Linked DNA regions of Sus scrofa: region 2 is linked to region 1. The links are chromatin contacts, called in public Hi-C maps. All regions are on one chromosome and are shown on one strand. The core of a region is the stretch at or near the end of the contact, and the rest is flanking DNA. Distances in the headings are between cores, read along the strand shown.

Region 1 (5,307 bases), core at 836-3,335:
CCTTATTGGTCACAGCATTTGCAAATATTTTCTCCCATTCAGTAGGTTGTCTTTTTGATTTGTCAGTGGTTTCCTTTGTTGTACAAAAGCATTTTAATTGGTTCCCATTTGTTTATTTTTGCCTTTTTTTTTTTTTTTTTTTTTTTTTTGGCTGCATCTGTGGCAGCATATGAAAGTTTCCGGCCAGAGATCAGATCTAAGCTGCAGCTGCAAGCTATACCATGCTGAGGCAATGCTGGATCCTTAACTCACTGTACTACAGAAGGAACCCTTGTTTAGTTTTGTTTTTATTTCCTTTGTATTAGGAAACAGATTTAAAAAAAAATGCTATGATATATGTCAGAATGTTCTGCCTATGTTTTTCCTCTAGGAGTTTTGTGGTATCTGGCCTTATATTTAGGACTTTGGCTCATTTTGAGTTTGTTTTTATATTTGGTATTAGAGAATATTCTAATTTCATTCTTTTATATGTAGCTATCCATTTTCCCAGCACCACTTATTGAAGAGACTGTCTTTTCTCCATCGTATATTCTTGCTGAGGGTTATTTAATTTGATTTATATTTCTTTGGTTACTAGTAAAATTGATCTGCTTTATGTTTATTAGCTATCAATATTCTTTGTATGTGATTCTGTTCATGCCCCTTGCTTGCCTTTATTGATATTTTTGTATTATCTTACAGATTTGTATAAGCTTTTCAGATGTTAAGCACATACATCTTTAATTTATCATACTTGTTACAAATGATTTCTATTTTTTGGCCAAATGTAAATGATTATATATCATTTAAAGTGGGAGGATAAATTTATGCATGTCCATAGAAAATAGTCTTGTGAAAGACTAAAGGTGGAAGCATGAGGTAATATTTTCCAAATTGTTTATTAAGTTGCCCTTCATGAGACCTTATTGTTGTTATTAGAATTAATGATATGTATAATATTTCCATATATATTATTAAGCAGTGGAGTCAGATTGCTCGATATGAAAATAAGTCATCTTCTTTTCAGCACCTCTTGCTATTCTCTATCTCCCCTCACCACTATCACTAAGAAATTTGAAAATTTAAAATAACCTCCAAAACATAAGATTACAGCTCAGAAATTTTATCATTTTAAACAACCTTACTAGAATATGGGTATATACCTTTTTCTGCCTTCCTTCTCCCTTCATTCTTACGCTATTTTTTACAAAAAATTAGTGATTGGGAATGTCACTGAATTTAATACAGTGACAGAACATGGTCTCAAAAAATGATAGTTTTTTAGGACAGTTAAGATTTTCTCATTGACGGTTTCTATTGTGACTCACAATGCTAATTAATTTCTTAATTCATTAGAAACATAACCAAAGAAAAGGCTTTGAAAACACTGTGCTTTGTGTAGATGTCTTTTAATTACGGCTAATTAAATACTATGGAAGGACCTGATTATACCTTTGAGTATTTCTTAGTCTGAAAAAAGAAAAAGACTTGTAGTCATGAATACATTGAACAAAAGCTGCATTCAACATCTCTTTATAACAAACAAAAACTTCAAAAAAAGGAACAAATTATAGAGTAGCACTGGGGGAGTATTCTCTAAATATGTGTGCAGATTCTCTGTGGAGGCTTATGCACTACTGTTTGTTTTGGTTATTAGGCAGAATCTCAAGTAAACCCAAGTAGAAATCACATTGATTCTGAAAATGAAGAGCATTGCCAGTGGGTAAACAGTTTCAGGGCAAACCGAAGCAATACTCCCTGGAGTTAGGAACGGATTTTTCCAGATGGTCACTGTGCATATGGCTGGAGTACTGTGGTAGCTGAAATAGGAAATGAGAACATGATTCTTGCCAATTAAATCAACACTGTCCTTGAGAAAAGAAAATTCACAGAACATAGCTGGGGGGGTGGTGGGGGTTGACAAGAAATAGCATTCAAGTCCATCAAGACATCTTTAATTTCACTAATTATAATATCTTTAAAAATGTTCAGACCAGTCAAATCTATTTTAGGATTTTAGGCGAGCAAGGCGATGAGCTCAAGGATGCACTAGAAATTCAGAGCTTGAAACTGGACTTGTCTATCTTTCATTCTGGAACATTGGGTGAGTTACTTAATCTCTCTCTGATTGTCTCCTCCTGTGTAAAGTAGGAATCACATCCCCAGGCTGCCCAACAGGCTTGTTGTAAAGATAAAACAATAAATGTCATGAGGCACTTGGTAATCATGAAACACTGGATTGTATTTTCCAGGACTTGGAGGGAATAACCAGTAACTCCAGTTCATGCTGTGTCTCACATCATGGTCTCTCTTAGGGAAGATGTTGCTATTTATAATGGGGTAAGACTTCTAGCTTTGTTCAGGCCCTTCCCCCTGATGAATTCTTCGGTGGTTACTCAATTCTTAATTAAAGAATAATTTACTGGCCTGTGTATAATCAGCTTGGCTGGAAGCTGACTTTTGCGAGCAATCTAGTTGACTTAATAAATTTCAGGTCCCTAAAACATGAGCTACATGGGCTGCTGTTACACATGATATCACAAGTGAGCAATCAGATGGAGACCCTAAATACTTCTTTGAGGAAAGCAACCCATTCTTGCAGGACCTTTGTTACATCCAAGGAGTGCAAGGGTCACAGGTGGCTAGTTGGCACACCAGTCATTTCAACCCAATTATCTCTTCTTTTTTTCTTTGCCTCATGTATCTTAATTTCACCCTTCTTTAAGAGAATCATCTAAAGCTATTTAAAATTAACAACAAAGAATCTTTCTGTCTTCTTATTTGAAATGTATGTTTTTTTTCTCTTTAGTTTTTGCTTAGTGTTTCAATCATCTAGCCAACTGATCCCATTTGTACAGAGACCCACCAACAATTTGTATAATCTATTGGAATCTCAGCTGTTTTCAAGGATAATCTGATATATCTCTCTTGCCAGTGTACAATTTAAGTGGTTTTCTTGTAGTCAATACATTGTACTCTTGTTTTTTTTTTTTTTTTTTTTTTTTAAGGATAATATACCTACAGATAGAATTTTAAGGGACTGCCAGGTAGCTGCTAATCATGGAGCCAATAGCGTAATACTTACCATATGTAAATGGTAAAAACAAGTCACTTGGGGGAGAAGTTATAACAAATAGAAACATAATCGTACCTTATTTGTCCCATCCTTCAGCTCTGTTCCTTAGGGATAAAAACTTTCATCATTTCTAGCTCTTCTTCTTTAGTAATCCTCTAATTCAATGTGTAGGAGAGTTATCTAAATTGCTCATTAAGAATGCAGATTCTTAAGATTTATTCTAGCCTTGCTTAGCAGGTCTGCTGCTATTGTGTCTGAAAATCCATAAAAGAAAGATCACAGGAAATTCTAATACCTTCTAAATTTCGAGAATGATTAGCCTAATAAATCTTGGGCCACATTATGACTTTCATGAGCTCTAGGCATTTTTGCCTTCATGGTTCTCTTCCTCCATAAAAAAATACTTAAAATTGTATTTTATTACTGCATTAGTATATGTATGAATATATTAATGTTACATATTAAAATTTTTTTCTTCAGCCTGACTTAATTTCATTGTCCAATTGGAAAAAAATAATAAAATATTTTCATTGGCCCTTGAAATTATTGTGGGCACTAGGCAGTGTTCCTCCTACTTCTCCTACAGCCCAGAATGGATTCAGGACTAGTCAACCTAGAAAACTGGCAATCTAATATTCTGAAAATTTAAATCCTAAACATATCTTTGACATATTACAATGAAATCCAGATGAAAACTTGCTGGAGTTCAGAGGATACAACTTGACATGAAGATAATTTGCAGGTTGTTTTTACGCTTGGAGCCAGATGCCTAGATATGAAGGCAGCCAGAAAGCTTTCAACTGACTTCTCAAGGATAACTAATGCAGAAGGGAGAAAATGCTGGGTCATAAGTTTGCTCAAGTGTTACCATCCTATTTGGTGACACTAACAAATGCATATGATAGCTATACACATACAGGTTTATGAAATATTGGGTTATAGTAATATCAACTATTAAGGCCCAGTGGGTAAGTCTGGCAAAGCTTCTTCTTGGAAGCAGGAGAATGGGAGGAAAGAGAAAGGGAAGATGAAAAACTCAGTGTAGCTGAGAAGGAAGTTCACAATATAACAGCACTCATGAGAACTTCTAAGAGAAAGCAAATAATGAAAGCTGCCTGCTGTTGCACAGAAATAGAATAGGGACTGCAACAGATAGAAGATCATAAAATGACGACTTTAGATCCCTGAGAAGACTAGGTATCATTTTAAGAGTTTTAAGAAGGCCACTAGCAGCAAACAATGCTCGAAAGTGATTATTACTCTGAATATTTACACTTACTCTCACATTTGCCATTTACAAAGTAATTTACATAATAGTAGCTAATATTTATGGAGAACTTACCAATATTTCAAGTTCAGTGGGAATACGGACTGAAACCAAGACTAGATAAGGAGACAGTATAAAAATGATTGTAGAAGAAATAGTAGGAATTGCTTTGGTTATTGGTTGTTCCTTCACAAACCACCCCAACATTGAGCAATCTAAAACAATCAAGATTTTATTTGCTCCATTCTTGCCATCTGGGCTGACTTGGCTGGGCAGTCCTGCTCATCTTGTTGGCAGTCCCTCATGGGCTGTAGTTAAGCAGGTGAATCAGTATGGACCTGGCTTAGCAGGCACCCTGGACTTCTCTTTCCTTCTCTGTAATCTCAGATCCCCGTCCTTTTTAAGTGGCCTTTCTGGAAGGGTAGCTCGACTCTTACACATTAGATCACAAGTCTCAAGAGAGCATCGAAGCAGCAAGTGACTTTTTTAGACTTAGACTTAAGGCTGATGCTTTCTTTTGGTTCAAGCAGATTGAAGGAAAGGGTACAAACAGGGCATGAATCCTCAGAGGACCTATTCCATAGGGCCCCCAGTGGACCAGACACCACAGGATTAGGGAGAACTTTCACCTCACACCTCAGATTTCCTTCCAGGTGGTGGTGACCGTTTGTAAAATATTCTGCTATGGGTCCAGTGGGGTGGTCTATCCTATTGCTAAGTTTGTGAAATGTAACAGCATATTTGCCTCTCAGGAATGAGCTTTTCCTGTAGGAGTCCAGCATTGCCAGTAGGAAAGTCTATATTACTTGGGGTTTCAATATTAGCTACTGGCTAATAAACCTGAAACCACACTCTGCAACTTGGTCTCCATGAGTGACCGAAATGATATTTGGCTTCTGTCTGCTACTGTATGATTTTATTTCTCAATTCAGGGAAGAGAGATGCTATTTATAGGCCTCCTTGGGGATTATGGCAATCTGAGGAG
Region 2 (5,307 bases), core at 2,051-4,550, 290 kb before region 1:
GTGCAATTCTAGGAAATGGCAGGGCTTGGTTTATAACCCAGTTATGCTTGACTCCTGAGCTCTATGGCACTTAATCATTATGCCACATTGGATTCCAGAAAAAAATGGCACAGAGCTTATGACTCTAACTTAGGTTAATAGCATTTCCACGTAACGAGGCTAGCTCAGTCAAATGTGGAGAGCAGACACCACACTCCAAGAGGCTGTGGAGGTTTGTTCCACTCCACTGATTACCACATTCAATGGCTCTTCATCAGTTGTTTTCAAACTGCATTTTCTGGGGGGAATTCTAGGTTTCACAGAGGTCCTTGCAAATAAAATTTATATCTGTCAAAGAGAATTCACTCAAAAGAATTGTTGTGGTTGATTTCACTGCATGACACCATAATTAAAAGCCAGAGAAGAATTAGTGTACATGCTGAATTTGTGAGAAAGCTTCACATTCCACAGGCCAAGAGACTGGATATTACGCTTGTCCCATTTTGCTTGTTATATATGTTTACCCAAGTGAATATGAAGAAGCTTTACTACTTGTAAAATATTTCACAACACAACAGAAGAACAAAATTAGCATTTAGACTGTTTTCCACAAATCCTTATAGTGAACCTGAAAATTGGGTAAGAGATCCAGGCCAGAGATGCCTTTGGACTATAGAAGAATTACAGATGGTAATCAAAGTGATGGGGGGGTGGGTATGGAGTGAGAAGAATGGATAAGTGGGCTAAAGCAAGCCAATTTCTGGGTTGCAGTATTCCCCTGGGACTGGAGTGGTATGTTGGGGTAGGATGAGTACTTTTGGAAGTCAAAGATTCTGGGGAATGCTGCTTAATTGAAAGAGGAGGAAGATAGACTAGGAGTGAAATGGAACAAGCCTAAACTTTGATGGACTCAGGAGGTCCTTGCAGGGAAATGGAAAGGGAAATAAGACACCATTTAGCCTTTTTTATTTTATGTATGTCTTTTGATTTTTTTTTTTTTTTTCTTTAGGGCTGCACCTGTGGCATATGGAAGCTACCAGGCTAGGGGTTGAATCAGAGCTGCAGCTGCTGGCCTACACCACAGCCACAGCAAGGCGGGATCTGAGCCATATCTGCAACCTACACCAAAGCTCATGACAATGCTGGATCTTTAACCCACTGAGCAAGGCCAGGGACTAAACCCACATCCTCATGGATACTAGTCAGGTTGGTTACTGCTGAGCCACAACGGAAACTCCCACTTAGTCCTTTTTTAAAGTGGAGAGAGGATGTTGTTGACACCCTATGTTAAGGCTTTACCAGGACCCTATAGATGGACTGGATTTCCCTGGGGAGGTTTTCTTGGGGAGCAGAATTCCAGAATTTCACACATCTTTGGTGTACCTCATCCTGGATTGTCCATCTTTTACCTGCACACTTAATGGGCATGGGAGAAAGAATTGTCTCTTCAAATTCAGGATCCAGGACCGAGAGGAAGAGTTGGTTCAAAAACACATAACCTATTTTCACCAAAAGCAAAGTATCTGCCGTCTGAGCTGTAACACTGCGGGGCTAGGAGGAAAGAAATGGAGGGGGAAGTTGCAGATGGACAAGTAATATTGCTTATTCTCTTGTCACTTCATCAGGGCCACCATCAAACAGCTGTGGAGAATTTCATGAGCCTTGGGGAGAGCTAGTGGAGCAGAGGTAGAAGGAAAGAAAAGAGGAAATTAATAGGAGAAAGAACTCATTGCACCTGCTTCACAGTTTATTTAATAGCACTGTACATACAGGCCAGTAACAATTGCTTGATTCTCAAAGCATATGACCAAAATGCGAAATTTTCTTTTACTCTGATTACAGTTAAATTACATCCTAATTTAAAAAAAGCACCTGATAAAAATATTGGTGACAGTTTATGGTAAGTAAAGCATTTGTAGTATTGATCATCTTCATATTAATTTTGAGTACTTAATGCAGGTGATTTTACACATATCTCATTTAATAATTCCACAGATCTACAGGATAAACACTATTATCCCCGTTTTGCAGATAAGGAAATAAATGCTCAGAGAACTTAAGACTTGATTTAAACTACATAATTATTTAGTGAAGGAAGTGGGATTAGAGTAGGACTGCTTGACTTCTGAAATCTCCAGCTAACTCCATTAAATACCAAAGCATCTCTCCAAGTTCATCTAAGTTTTCTAGAGTTTGAGTTCTCTGCAAAGAGTAAGCAATGCCTGAACATGGTTAAAAATCAAGGATTAACATTTTGGCTACCTCTGAGTTTAAATATATGTATATTTATACACATATATATATTTATACATATTTGGTTAGTTTCCCATGCTATCATAATAGGTCTGTTAAAATACCCTATTATGGAATTCCCGTCGTGGCGCAGTGGTTAACGAATCCGACTAGGAACCATAAGGTTGCAGGTTCGATCCCTGGCCTTGCTCAGTGGGTTAAGGATCTGGCATTGCTGTGAGCTGTGGTGTAGGTTGCAGACGCGGCTCAGATCCCACGTTGCTGTGGCTCTGGCGTAGGCCGGTTGCCACAGCTCGGATTAGACCCCTAGCCTGGGAATCTCCATATGTCTCCAGAGCGACCCTAGAAAAGGCAAAAAGACAAAAGAAACAAAACAACAACAACAAAACCCCTATCATATCTTTAGTAATAGTTCCGCTTCTATTGGCCATGTGTTTATGTGGAAATGTTTTCGATAGCTGTAGTGTAGCTTAAGGATTGGAGGGAATTGAGTTGACACCGGGATACCAGTTAGAAAGCTATGGGAACAACCCAGGTCAAAATCAGGTAAGTGGACCTGTTCAGAGTTCAGAGAAGTAGGGAGACTTGAGAGTAAGTTGGGATAAAAATGCAAGGATTGACAGTGAATTGGCTGAAGAAGGTGAAGGGGCGTGTATTAGGTTTTATCTGTGTATATGGAGGTCAGTGAAAAGCCTGGGTTGGGAGTAGAAAGTTACTTCTTAGGAGTTAAGAATGGCATCTTCGGTGTCACGAGCAAAGCTTTTCCAACCTCAACAGTAGTCGAAACAGGACTTCTTTTAGAAAACGCTCAACTAACTTTCTCGGTTTGTGATTTTCCTTTGATTAAATTCGGCTAAGAGTCTCTCAAATCCTTGCTCTAGGAAAGCAAAGACTGACCCAAGCGCTCGCTTTTCTCCCTCCCGGAAAAGGCTCCGGCCCCGCCCCCCTTCAAGCCGACAGCAGGGGCCCTACGGCGGCCCCGCCCCGCCCCGCCCCGCCCCGCCCGAGGCCCCGCCCCACCCGGGCCCGCGCGCCGGCACTTTTGGCGCGTTTCGGCCCTGCCCCCCTACTCCGCGCGCCCCGCCCCCTAGGCGTCCCGCCGGCAGAAACGCGGGAACTGTCGGGCCCTGGGGTGGGGTCGCCCGCTTGCGGAGTCTCGGTGATTGCTAGAGTCAGCCCTGCCTTCGGCTTTCCAAGGAGCCTTTCCCCCTAGGGCGGGGCGATGCCGGGGAACCGGCTGCCGAGGGTCCGCTCCGGGAACGAGCCTCATCCCGCGCCCTCCATGGAGCCGGCGGGTCGCGGGGCCTGGGCCCACAGCCGCGCCGCGCTCGCCCGGCTGGAGAAGCTGCTGCGCTGCTCGCGTTGGTAAAGACCGACCCTCTAGGGGGCTGCCGGGAGGGCCGCGGCGGGGCTGGGGTTGTCTCCGTCTTGGTGGGGGGGTGCGGGGATCTTTTCAAACTCCGGTTTGTTCCGTTCACTCTCGTCCCGCAGTTGGGCTGGCGAGCAGAATAAGTATCTGCCCAGGGGAATGATTTTGGTTATCCCCATTCTGGGCCCCATTCACATTCTTTCTGGGTGGCTTTCTAGCCTTTTTTTGCACCAAACTCAGCAAACACGGTAGTTTTTGAACTTTAGCGCGCTTACGAATCATTCAGAGGTGTGGCTAAAAATCGGATCCCTGATCCCACCTCCAGAGTAGGCTGGAAGGCTCTTCTGTGTAGGGCTGAGGCATCTGCAGGCTCACAGGGCCCTTGATTCTTGTGATCACGGTAATTCCAGAATGTTAGGCCGAGGGCTGTTAAGGGTGAGGAGGCCCAATAAATTTGAAGCAGCTGTCACTCTTTGCCGAACTAGCCCCTTTGACCTTTTCCTCTGTCGCAGCCGCATTTGGGGAGGGGGGAGAGTGTGCGGGGGGGACCCTTGTTGGGGGTAGATTGATGATAGCAATGTGATAGACACCAACAATTTCTCATTCAATTTCACATTCTCTTGATTTGATTGAAGACCGTATGGCTTGGAGTTCCAACTCTTAGAGATGCTATATTATTTTTTGCTTGTTTCCCTTCATGCTGTTACACCATGGGAATCCTTTCAGTTCATGGTTTTCATTCCATCTGAAGATATCATTTTCGTGACTGGTATGCCTTGCTTCTCCTCCTGTAGCTCTTTCTAGTATAGAAATCAAGAAGGTTTATAAAACCCAAGAAGGGCTCATCTCACTTTTCATTTCTTCCAAGAGCATTTATTGAGCACCTGCTGTGTGCCCAGCTCAGTATTTCTGCATCGGTACCACTCTGGCAGGTTTCCTTTCTGCTTGTAGCTGTTCTATCATATTTCTTTTTTTGGACTTTCTTTTGATCCCATCCCTCCACTCCCCCCACCCCATTTCTGACTTACAGAACTTAAACATAAAGCATAAGTAAACATAGCTTTTTCTTTAAAAATGAAAAGGACTTAACACAGAGTTTTGTGCTTATATTTTATGTTACAAAAACTTTAAAACCTGTGACAAAATGTCATCATTACACTCCTTAGAAAAACGGCACTTGTGCGTGAAGTTATTCTGAGTTGTGTTTTCCCATTGCATAGGGGTCATCCACTTGAGAATAAGAAATTTAAAACTGGCTCTGCTAGTTACTGTAATCACACCTTAATAGTTAAGCACATTTCTGCATGGGAGGCACTAGGACAGCAGCAGGATGCTTGGTCTAGACTCTAAGAGTCAGACTGCCTGGGGTCAGGTTCCAGCTTTTGACACTGTTGAATGGACCCAGTCATTCATCCTATCTGTGCCTCAGTTTCCTTATCTGAGTGATAATAGTGCTCAGTTCATCCTCCTGTGAAGTTTCATTAATAATTAAAAAAAATTATTGAATCCCTATTCTAGGCATTGGAGATTCATTAGTAAACAAAGCAGATAAAAAATGTCAGCCCTTTTGAAACTAACATTCAGTGGGAGAGAAGAAACTAAATGAAATCATACATGTAAAGTGTTCAGTGTAGTGATTGTCCTAGAATAAATGATTAATTACAGGGGTCTTATAAAAATACAAAAATGGAAATCTGCTTGCTGAA

What was found. A called contact is a pair of places that touch in the nucleus more often than the background predicts.
Region 2: a contact with region 1 is called in a Hi-C map of heart right ventricle, with 2.1 times the contacts expected there. The contact joins the promoter of BARD1 here to the enhancer-like site in region 1. A contact is called at or near these places in 3 of 47 Hi-C or Micro-C datasets (embryonic fibroblasts, fetal heart ventricle and heart right ventricle) and 1 of 2 datasets of contacts at active chromatin or transcription factors (skeletal muscle).

What each region holds. Positions count from the first base shown.
Region 1 is chr15:116,844,944-116,850,250 of Sscrofa11.1, reverse strand. All of the region lies in intron 2 of VWC2L (von Willebrand factor C domain-containing protein 2-like), which reads right to left. Among named protein-coding and RNA genes, the nearest start is that of VWC2L, 83 kb to the right of the region's middle. Within about 2 kb of position 2,085, at least 3 of the 83 cell types and tissues checked have an H3K27ac peak or open chromatin away from gene starts, as enhancers often do.
Region 2 is chr15:117,133,882-117,139,188 of Sscrofa11.1, reverse strand. BARD1 (BRCA1-associated RING domain protein 1) reads left to right here and starts at 3,300. Exons shown (of 11, transcript XM_021075146.1): 1 at 3,300-3,597. The coding sequence starts at 3,455.